2 separate regions of the Zea mays genome follow, and region 1 is linked to region 2. The links are chromatin contacts, called in public Hi-C maps. All regions are on one chromosome and are shown on one strand. The core of a region is the stretch at or near the end of the contact, and the rest is flanking DNA. Distances in the headings are between cores, read along the strand shown.

Evidence for each region. Hi-C and Micro-C count contacts between places; a contact is called where the count stands out from the background.
Region 1: a contact with region 2 is called in a Hi-C map of tassel, with 2.3 times the contacts expected there. The contact joins the promoter of LOC100501373 here to the promoter of LOC100282418 in region 2. A contact is called at or near these places in 2 of 25 Hi-C or Micro-C datasets (ear and tassel).

Annotation. Positions count from the first base shown.
Region 1 is chr7:143,385,616-143,390,650 of Zm-B73-REFERENCE-NAM-5.0, reverse strand. It overlaps LOC100501373 (hydroxyproline-rich glycoprotein family protein), which reads right to left and starts at 1,764. Exons shown (of 10, transcript NM_001196112.2): 1 at 1,452-1,764; 2 at 483-555; 3 at 129-203. The coding sequence starts at 1,574.
Region 2 is chr7:143,096,572-143,102,123 of Zm-B73-REFERENCE-NAM-5.0, reverse strand. It overlaps LOC100282418 (60S ribosomal protein L7a-1), which reads left to right and starts at 1,782. Exons shown (of 7, transcript NM_001155329.2): 1 at 1,782-1,859; 2 at 2,069-2,116; 3 at 2,210-2,411; 4 at 3,089-3,258; 5 at 3,367-3,495; 6 at 3,582-3,674; 7 at 3,762-4,057. The coding sequence starts at 1,857. The coding sequence ends at 3,893.

The sequences.
Region 1 (5,035 bases), core at 515-3,014, 290 kb before region 2:
ATGAGATAATGACAATAATCTCTCAGAATCTAGAATAAACATTATGACGATGCGCGTGCATTGCCATCAATTACCAAAACAATCATGTTCACAAACAAAAAATAAGACATTAGACATGACATAATTACCATTGATTCCATCTTTATTTGGTGTAATTCTTTTAAGCAAACAAGCCCCCATGTCTTGAAGTGCTTCAGAGAACTCTGCATATAACACCATTTATATGTTAATATTTCACAAATACAGATGAACTGAGGTTACACAATGCTGGTTAGGTGAAATCAAGGTGCTTAAGATCCTGCTTGATTAAATAAATCATTGGGAGAAACAGGCTCTGAATATGTTCAGCGTGATCCTTAGAGAGACAATGGTTATTAATATTCAAAAAGTGATGTGCGAACCTAAGTAATAAACACAAAAGAAAACATAGCCAATAAGAGTCTCGAGGTTGGGGGTGGGGGCCTTTTAGACATGAAAATTACCGTATGCACTATTTGCAATTGCTGCAGCAACAGAAAGCAAGTTATCGTAACAGCTCCTCATATCTGTCATATCCTGTCACAGAAAGCAACTACTCAGAACAAAACTAGCAGGAAGCAGACCCATAATTTAAAAACAAGAGAAGTTTTAACATCATCCATTAATGTATTCTGATGAAGCTATACAGCTGATAAACAGAAGTATCAGTTTATCGTCGTTTTTGTTATTCAGGACACCCACACAAAATAGTTCAATTTCGAACAACTGAGGAGTTCTGAAAAAACTGGTTGGGAATGGGCACCCATTTGTCAGACCCCCCAAATCGACACCTTCATTTACTGCAAGGAATTCAGAAGCGTCGTGAGTTCTGCTGGCTGCCACACTAGGCTAGTGCAAAGAGACCTGCCAAACGCTCAAATGTATCTCGCGCCAAGGCGACACCACAAACCATCAATGCACGCTAATCACTCGATTACCACCTCACTGAACAACAGGAGAAAATGCATCTCATCGAAAAACAAAGCAGACATGACTCATTGACTCTGCCAATTAAGTAACCACCACTAGCAGATCAAAGGAAAATCTCGCAAGACTAGGCTAGGCTAAAGCAAATGTGAGCGGACAATTCCCGCCGCACCGTGGAATCCCAATGGTGTCCAGCCATGTGTTGTGAAATTGAGCAGAGATCCGGACACTTAGAGTTTCTACGCAGTCCCCATGGCGACCATGCTCCAGACTCTCACACACCAACCGCCGAACTATGACCGGGCCATCAAAAACCGATCGCGCGGAGTTGCGGCCTGCTGCGAAAACCAAAAGCGGGACCGTAGCTGCCCCCCCCCCCCCCCCCCCCCCCCCACCACCACAACAAGGCGCCGGCCGCGAGATCTCCACAGACGCAACCGACCGACCCGCCCACCCGGCTCGCACGCGCACCCACGAAGCGGAAGGGAGATGCAAGGCCCACGCACCTGGGCAGCAGCGAGGAGCTCCTCCGCCGCCGTGGTGGAGTGGCCGCGGCCGCGGTCCCGGTCCACCCGCTGCTCGTGGCGCTGCAGCGCGAAGCCCCGCAGCTTCCGCAGCGACGACTTCATGTCCGCGCCCCCGCGAACCCGAGTCGGGGCGGGCGCCCCCGCGAACCCGAGATCGCCCGCGGCTGGCCGGCGGTGTGCTCGCGGAAACCCTAGCTGCTAGCCCCGCACACTCCCACTGGCGAGCGGGAGCGGGAGAGGGAGGGAGCGAGGGCGAGTGGGGAAATGGAGAATTCTTTTTCCCTGCTTTTCGAGAGCCCGAGTGCGGGTGCGGGGGTGCTGCGCTGGTGCGCGCCTTCTTTACTTCCTCCTCCCGCGGCCCGCGCATGTTTTAATGTGCCTTTAATTAGTTAAATAATAATGATAGTATTTTTTTAGTAATTGATGAAAACAAAAGCAAGTGACTTTTTTCTCCCTGTAGGGTTGCTTGTCTCCCATGAAGCTTTTGTAGGTCTTTGTTTGGTCAAACGGAGCCGTCGGTGTTGCTGGTGCTAATATATGCTTTATGCTAGTCGACTACTAAGGGGTGTTTGGGAACAAAGTTTTTCTGCAGTTTTGGAAGAATACTGCAGTATTCTCAAATACTGCAGTATTATATACATAATGATGTTTGGCAAGCTTGGTAAAATCTCTGTTTTCAAAACTGAAGTATTGCAAATACTATAGTTGTTTTAAGGCATTCTAAACTTAGCTCTGGACCTCAGTTTTCAAAACTGCGGTATTATAAACTACGGTATTGTCATAACTAAAGTATAGTATAGTATTTCAAAAACTGTAGTTTTCAAAAACTTTGTTCCCAAACAGGGCCTAAAGTGCTCCACACACTAATATATTTGCTTCGGAGGATAAAGGACTCTCTTATCCTTTTTGCATCGAGACTGTCTATCCTACTCCCTCCGGTTTCCTATTAGTTGTCGTTTAGGACAACGACATGGTCTTCAAAATATAACTTTGACCAATGTTTTTTGTTAAAATACAAATGAACTCTTAATACATTTATACTTTTATAAAAGTACTTTTTATGATAAATTGGCGCATATAAATATTAGGTTCCAAAACTAAATAACAAAATAATTATTTGTAGTCAAAATTTTATAAGTTTGACTCGAACCTTATCCAAAACGACAAGTAATAGGAAACCGGAGTGAGTATTCTTCCTTTCCTTGGCTTTGATGCAACCCATGCCATCGGTCCGGTCAAAGAGAGAGTCCTTGCGGAAAGCAGAGAAGAACGGGACGCAAACATCGCATGGGTAAGACTCGACCCATCTTTTCGTTCAACGAGATCTGATGCCAACCAGCAGCGGGTTCCCCGTCTCACGGTCACGGGGCGTTGTTTAGGATTAGTGGGGGGCGGAAATGGGACGCGTCCCGTGACGTGAACGTGCCATTATTACACTAGTACTATTAAACTGATTGATGCTTACCGGCACAGGAACCGTGCCCAATTAAACACACGGTCTTTTGACCGGACCATCGTTCGTTTGGGCGTTTCATGATTAAGCTGCGCCGTACGACGGACGGACATTCTGACGAGGGTCGCCGTCGCTGGCGTACCGCGTACCCAACGTGTCGGTGGGAGATCGTTGTCGCCACAAATATATGCTTCCTCGCTCCATCCTCGGAATACTGGTTGCAACGGTGTTTTTTATCAGCAAAAAGATTATCAAATTTAACTACATCTATAAAAGTATTGACAGTATTTAGTATATCTCTTGTACTATTAAAGATAATTTAAAAATGTATGTAATAATGTTAACTATATACTATAAATATTAATATTTTTCTTGTATATGTATGATCACAATTAGAAAATAATCAACTCCTTAAAAAACCACGTATACGGACAGAGCAGATCTAACGGTTGGGATAGTGGACCGTCGGATCCAATATGCTAGAAACTAGCATTATATTTAGATGTTATTTAGAACTAATAAACGTGAATTGATTTTAAAAATAAATTGCATAAGCGATGACTAAGGGGTGGCATAAATCTATTAATCGTAACACGATAAATCTGTTAATCCTAATGGATTTTGCCTGTGATTAGCTCATATGGTGCTAGTGCTACAATAAACATGTGCTAATCGTGGACTAGTTAGGACTAGCAGATTCGTCTCACTAATTAGTCACCGTTTAAGCAATCAATTTTGAAATCAGTTCACGTTCTTCTAATTAGCCTCAAAACATAGCGCTGTTTTTTAGCAGCCGGATACAAGAAGGCCTAACACAGCCATGCAGAAATCTTCAGCAAATCCAGATGTCATCTTCACCACAAAACATACCAGATAGCAGAATGGCAATACAATTTTTTTCAAACCGTAATTTGCATTACTCAGCTGCTAACAGACAAGCACCAATAATTACTAGGAGGGGAGGTAGATATGATCTCTTCCCCCTTCAACAAACTCAACGCCCAACGCTGCCATAGTGCCTTGGCATGGACTTGCTACAATCGTTACCTTTAAACACACGCTCAAACTGTAAAAAAAGTCAAACGAACTACAGCGTTGAGTGTTGTATTAAAAAAACGTACTATCAGAGAATCAATGTGCAGAATTGGAGGGGGGGGGGGGGTGTTAAAAAGTTATTGAGTGGAGCTTATAGAAATCCAAAAAGTATACAATTTTAGCAATACTGTGGTTTCCATCAAAACTATAAAGTTTGTTACACCCTAACACTTCCAGTATTTTGTTTGAAGAATGAGGCAGTCAATCCTCTTCTCACTCTTCATTTTCTTTTTTGGTTTGTGCAATAGAATGAGTTGATTCATCACCATTTCATTCCTCGTAAGCTAATAATTAGTAATAATATGAAGAATGATTTTGTTTCACCAAATTTTTGGAATAAACTCGTGATCAAGGTTTTAAAGTCTTGTGACTAGTCAAGAAGTCGGTGCAGAGGTGATAGTCGACCAGAGCAACTCAACTTTCTGTTAGTCGCTCGATTCATCGACTAGTCATGACTAGTCGTAGGCGACTTATTTGGGCCTAGATATAAAAATGTGAGCTCACACAACCATCTCAACCCTAATAGGTAGGATGTCAATGGACAAGTTTCCTACCTTATTTTAGACACCTTGTGCTATCCACTAGGATCTCATGTTATAGGTTATTGGGAAGATAAAATAGTAGTGGCTACATTGCTAAAGCAAAGAAGATAACCAAATTTATCTATGGATATAGAATGACAAGACAAATGGTAGAGATCTTTTTAGGCTGAAATGGTAGAGACCAGCAATGGCTGAAAATATGGGTTCCATGGACCATGCAAAAAAGAGCATCAAGGAAGCTTCAGGACACAAATAACGATTAATAGCGATTAATTGATGAAGTAATCTATTATTGATAAGAGGTGGGACAGTTAGATGATAAAACTATATTCATCAATGTATATTCAACTAGTCAACTTCGACTTCTCGACTCGAAAACATTGGTCGTGATACACCACCATATTTAGAATGGATTGGTTCTTCTAACCAAACATCATCTTCATGTTACTCCAAAACCAAGGTATTTCACAAAA
Region 2 (5,552 bases), core at 533-3,032:
AAATTGTAGATGTGAAAAAAGCATTATCAACTGCAATTGTAACTCAGGAGACATGTATACCTACACCAAGGCAGGATAATAATATGCAGATATGGACTTTGATACAGCATTGCTTCATTCATTGTCTTTCGAAAAATACATTTCTTTTAAATCATTACCCATCGGCTTTTGGAACACTTGGACCGCCAATAGCGTCAACTTAAAATCAGAGTAGACGCTCCTTGCCTCATTTTTAATATCGAATCCAGGAGTCAAAAAGGTTGGATACTTGGAGACGCATTGTTCTGTTGGCTGTAGCTCCATCCAATAAGGTGAAGGAAGACTATGTAAAAGAGCTTTTCGTAACAACGCAGGGCATAATTCGGCTTGTGATTACCTCAGCAGGCAGATCTTGCAAAACGTTTTCTGAAGAGAAAACATTCAGGGCTCTTTTGTTATGGCTCTTTAGATGGCTCATCGTGGAACACTAACAAACGATAAAAAAACGGCTTCTCGTCGAGAGCCCTCGAGGAACTAGGACCGTTTTTGTGTTGGAAGCCGGAGCATAAAAAATGTGGCTTCTATCGGTTCTTTCTTCATTCCTCTAATACAGGAAATAAATTTAAGAGAAACCGTTTTGCCAAACGAATTATAAAATGCTCCGACTCTTATAGAGAATTCAAAGAACCATAGAAGCTAGAGTTGGAATTGTTTTCTGATGAACCGGAGCCTTGCCAAAGGAGCCTCAGAAACAGGATAATTTGAACGACATAACATGCACAATGAAACAATATTGCTTCTAAGTTACAACTCTAATGGAGTGAAAATACATAACTGTCTATCTGTCTATGGACCTTTTTTTTTCGGCGAACTACCCGTTGATGTAGTAATTGAACCACAAAGTCATAGATAAGCCTGAAGCAGACACGGCTAACTTGAGGCTACAAGTACAGTTTTGCAGACAAGTAGACAACACTCGGTGGATTTTTGACAAACACAAATAGCGGCTCCGTTCAATACATAATTGAATATATTCAACGGTGAAATTTAAGTAAATGAAGTTTTGCGGCTTCAAGCATTGGGCAGGGGTGTTTGCAACTATTCAGAAAGCCAAAAAAGAGAGGGAGTAAAAAAACCTTCAAATGAATGTGGTAGGAAACAGCTCTAGCAACCTGCCAACATTTTGAGGCACAAACTAATAACCGCCTAAGGCTTTGATCGGTTGCGATGGATCAAAGGGGATTAAGAGAATTAAATCCCTTTTTATTCAATTTTGAATAGAATGAGATTTAATTCCTCTCAGGACTTATTCGGTTAGGTGGATTAAAAGAGATTGGACGAGATTTAATCCTCTCAATCTATCTCTAACCGAACGAGTCATCAATGACACAATGAACAAGTCATAAATATCAATCACCTGTACTCGAAAGAACACGTCGATTCTACTCATGAAGTATGAGCTGATCGTGATTTCATTTAGATTTAGGTCTCCGTCTCCAGTTTTCGAACGCTCACTAGAAGAAACAGAGGGTAACCTTCACCCAAACAAATGGGCTCAAACCTGCGAGGGATTCAACTGAGAAGTGCTAAGGAAATGGGTTCAAATAGAAACCATCAATACGACAAACGGCCCAAATACCTTTCTCTCGTGGCGGCCCAAGTGGCATCGCCTAAACCCTAATCCCGGAACCGGACGGCTGAGAACGCTCCGCTTGCTTCTCCACCTTGCATCCGACGGCCAGGGTGCGTCCACCTCGGCGTGAGCCATCCTTTATAGAACCACCTCTCGGCTTCCAAGCGCCACTCGCCGCCTCCTCCCCACTGCCTCGTGTGGCCGTCGTCTCCCGTTCGGAACGCCAAGCCCCCCCTCCGGCGAAATGGTGCGTGCGATCTCGCCGCCGATCTTCCTTTTTTTGCTTTGGATTTCCCGCTATTCCAATCTCTTCTTGGTATTTATTTTCAATATTGTTTCGTGGATCTTGGTTGGCACGTGCTTATGTTCCTCTAGTTTTCAGATGTAAACTTGCTGAAAATCTGTGTATGGTTCATGTAACTTGCTAAGATAAGAGTTCGACTTACAAATCTGCAGGCCCCCAAGCGAGGTGGCAGGGCGCCGGTGCCGGCCAAGAAGAAGACGGTATAAATTGTGCTTTCCCGTGGTCTTCCTCGATATGTGTGCGGCGCTATGGTGGGAATGCGTAGTCTGACTGTTGGGTTTGTCTGGGTGCAGGATAAAGTGACGAACCCTCTATTCGAGAAGAGGCCGAAGCAGTTCGGCATCGGCGGCGCGTTGCCGCCCAAGAAGGACCTGCACCGGTTCGTCAAGTGGCCCAAGGTCGTGCGTATCCAGCGGCAGCGCCGCATCCTCAAGCAGCGCCTCAAGGTACCACCGGCGCTCAACCAGTTCACCCGCACCCTCGACAAGAACCTCGGTATGAACACCACTCACTCGTTTACTTAAGAGTGCTAGGTTGCTAATAAACAGTAAAATCATCACCTTCTTGATTTGATGCGGAAATCTGTGCTATTCTAGTTGCACAGTAGGTTAACAACGAACTGTATTGATGCATACAATTATGCATAAGTTCCAGTTACTATTGTCTTTCATTATTTTGGTCATATCGCATTATGCTTACCATTTAGGCACTTGCATATTTGGGTTACCTTAATTAGGGCAATAGGCTTTTCAAGGGTCCATTAGAGTGGGGCCTTTCATCAGTGTGTGCCTGAACCTTTTCATCTAGTCTTACATTGTGACATAAAAATGGCTAGTAGCATGTCTAATCATGCCTCTGATATTCACTTTTAAACACGATCAAACATCATCCTGCTAAACTTAGTGAACATGCATTTACTGATAGACAATAAGACAAATATGTTACCAATTTACCATGTTATCTGTCAGGGGCTTTGATAGATACTGAATGCACTCATGTGTTCTCGTTTAAGTTAACTGGCTGCTATGCTTGAACTATGCCACTACTGGAATTATGCCTTATTTCTGTTCTTTCGCCTTGTCTCTTTTCTTTCTATAACGTTATAACCTACCTATTCATTTTTCAGAATGTATATTATGGTGTTGCAAATCTCTGACTTGAAATGTTTGCAGCTACGAACCTGTTTAAGATGCTTCTCAAGTACCGGCCTGAAGACAAGGCTGCCAAGAAGGAGAGGCTTCTGAAGAGGGCCCAAGCTGAGAATGAAGGAAAAACTGTTGAGTCGAAGAAACCAATTGTTGTGAAGTATGGCCTTAACCATGTGACTTACCTCATTGAGCAGGTATGATTTCAGCACTTCTCTGTTTCTCTTTTGCTTGGTATAGTCAAGGTGCACAATACTTCTGTTGCAACTAGCAATGATATTGACTGAATGTTTGAATTTGTGCAGAACAAGGCTCAGCTTGTTGTCATCGCTCACGACGTGGATCCGATCGAACTTGTTGTGTGGCTTCCAGCCCTGTGCAGGAAGATGGAGGTCCCTTACTGCATTGTTAAAGGAAAGGCTCGCCTTGGATCGGTATGTTACATCTGTGCTGTTGAGAAAGCTAAATCTATGAGTTATTTGAAATGATAAGGCTCACTCAATGGGTTAATCATATGCAGATTGTTCACAAGAAGAATGCATCAGTCTTGTGTCTTACCACTGTCAAGAACGAGGATAAGCTTGAGTTCAGCAAGATTTTGGAGGCTATTAAGGTGTGAAAATATGACATATATTGCAATATTCTTGATACCCTGTAGTCATGCATTCCCTGACGAGTTTATTCTGAATGCACCCTGCAGGCAAACTTCAACGACAAGTTCGATGAGGTCAGGAAGAAGTGGGGAGGTGGCATCATGGGATCCAAGTCGCAGGCCAAGACCAAGGCCCGGGAAAAGCTGCTCGCCAAGGAGGCTGCGCAGCGGATGACCTAGATTGTCTACTGCTGTGTCTGCCCTGTAGTTTAACGGGGAAGAACTGATGAACTCGTATTGTGGTTTTCCGAATCTAGTTTCATATGTTTCTGTCCACCAGACCATGTTTAGAAGCTTTGCAAGACAGAGTTTACAGTGTTTATGTGATGCCTCAGATCCATGCAGCTTTGCTTCTAATTGCCTAAGAGCAACCTCAAAAGTATTTCATGAAAAAATGCCCTTCTACAGCTTTTTAAATTTAGAATTTTAAATGTTGCCATCTTTTGTGACTGTTTGCGAGCGAATGGTTTTTAAATGAGGATTTAGAAAGTGGGTTTATGCTCTAAGCAGTGGTTGGATGTTTTTCCTTTTCTGAAGATGTGGCATCCCGCAATCGAGCTGTTATGCTGGTGATAGTGTTCCTAATTTCCCACGGAATTGCCACTGCCTCTGTAAAACATTTTGTTTTGTCGATAAACTGGTTCTTTTTTTTTATCGCTGTGTATTATGTTAACACCGGGAACGGACGATGTTGGAGGCTGCTAGAGTCTTTATGTACTACATCAGAATATCAGATATTGTCAGTACTTATCGTAACACGTTCTTTACCGTTAATCTATACCTTTCGCGTAGCTAAACTAAAATTTCTTTTACAGACTTTTAGTTGATATAAAACACAACGTTTTATTGAAATTCAAATACATTTGATTACATAATTAAAGGTAATAAAATTATATAATTGATAACAACAATTAATTTTTTATAACTCAAACTTAATAATAAAATTACGTAATTCATAAATAATTACATAACTTAAACAAAAAACAAAAATGAATACTTCACTAATTTATATAGATTTTTTATTTTTAGACTTCAAATGGTTAAAAACACCGGACTAACGTGACACACGTTGGCCAATTAGAACATCTCACGTCACTAAAGTCGACCATTAACTACTGTTGTCGGTGTCCACCAATTTATCTAGTCTAGTGTAGTGGTCGTTATTGGTAGTGGTCGGTATTGGTCGTACAAACACTCCAACATAGTCGGTAGCCTCACCGACCGATCAACCGATTCCGGTTGAAACTGATGTAGTTGATTGTACACGTACTGCCTGGTTTTCACTAATTTATATAGATTGTTCACAAGAAGAATGCATCACGTCACTAAGATGGTTAGGACGGGCTGTTAATGTGGCATCTCCAAATTGGTTGAAATCATTTTATTTGTCTATATTTTAAAATATAATTTTTTTAAATCCTCCCTAAATTCACCCCATAAATAGAGGAGAGTTCTTTGGTTCATTCACATACCTCACCCAGTGTTTCAAAAGCCATCTCCTCCATTTATAACCTTTCACTCCCTCTTTTGGTGTGGATCCGGGTTGTTCGCTTAGCTGTAATCCAAAACGGCTTATACTGTTTCTACAATGTTTTATCTCTATGAATTGCAAAACAGCAGTCCGAACAATTGTCTTTAATCCGAAATGAACATGCGCTATATGTTCATAGGCTTGCTCAACAAGCAATCTCGCAACGTCCCAGAACCCCCCTGTCAGTGTGGGACATATTTTCTTTGATGGTCATTCCTCTATCCATCGTCGATGAGAAGACGTTCCTGCTTGTTCCCTCACAATGACTCAACGACCATTTCTGTCGACGTTTCGAGACCGGGGGTCCC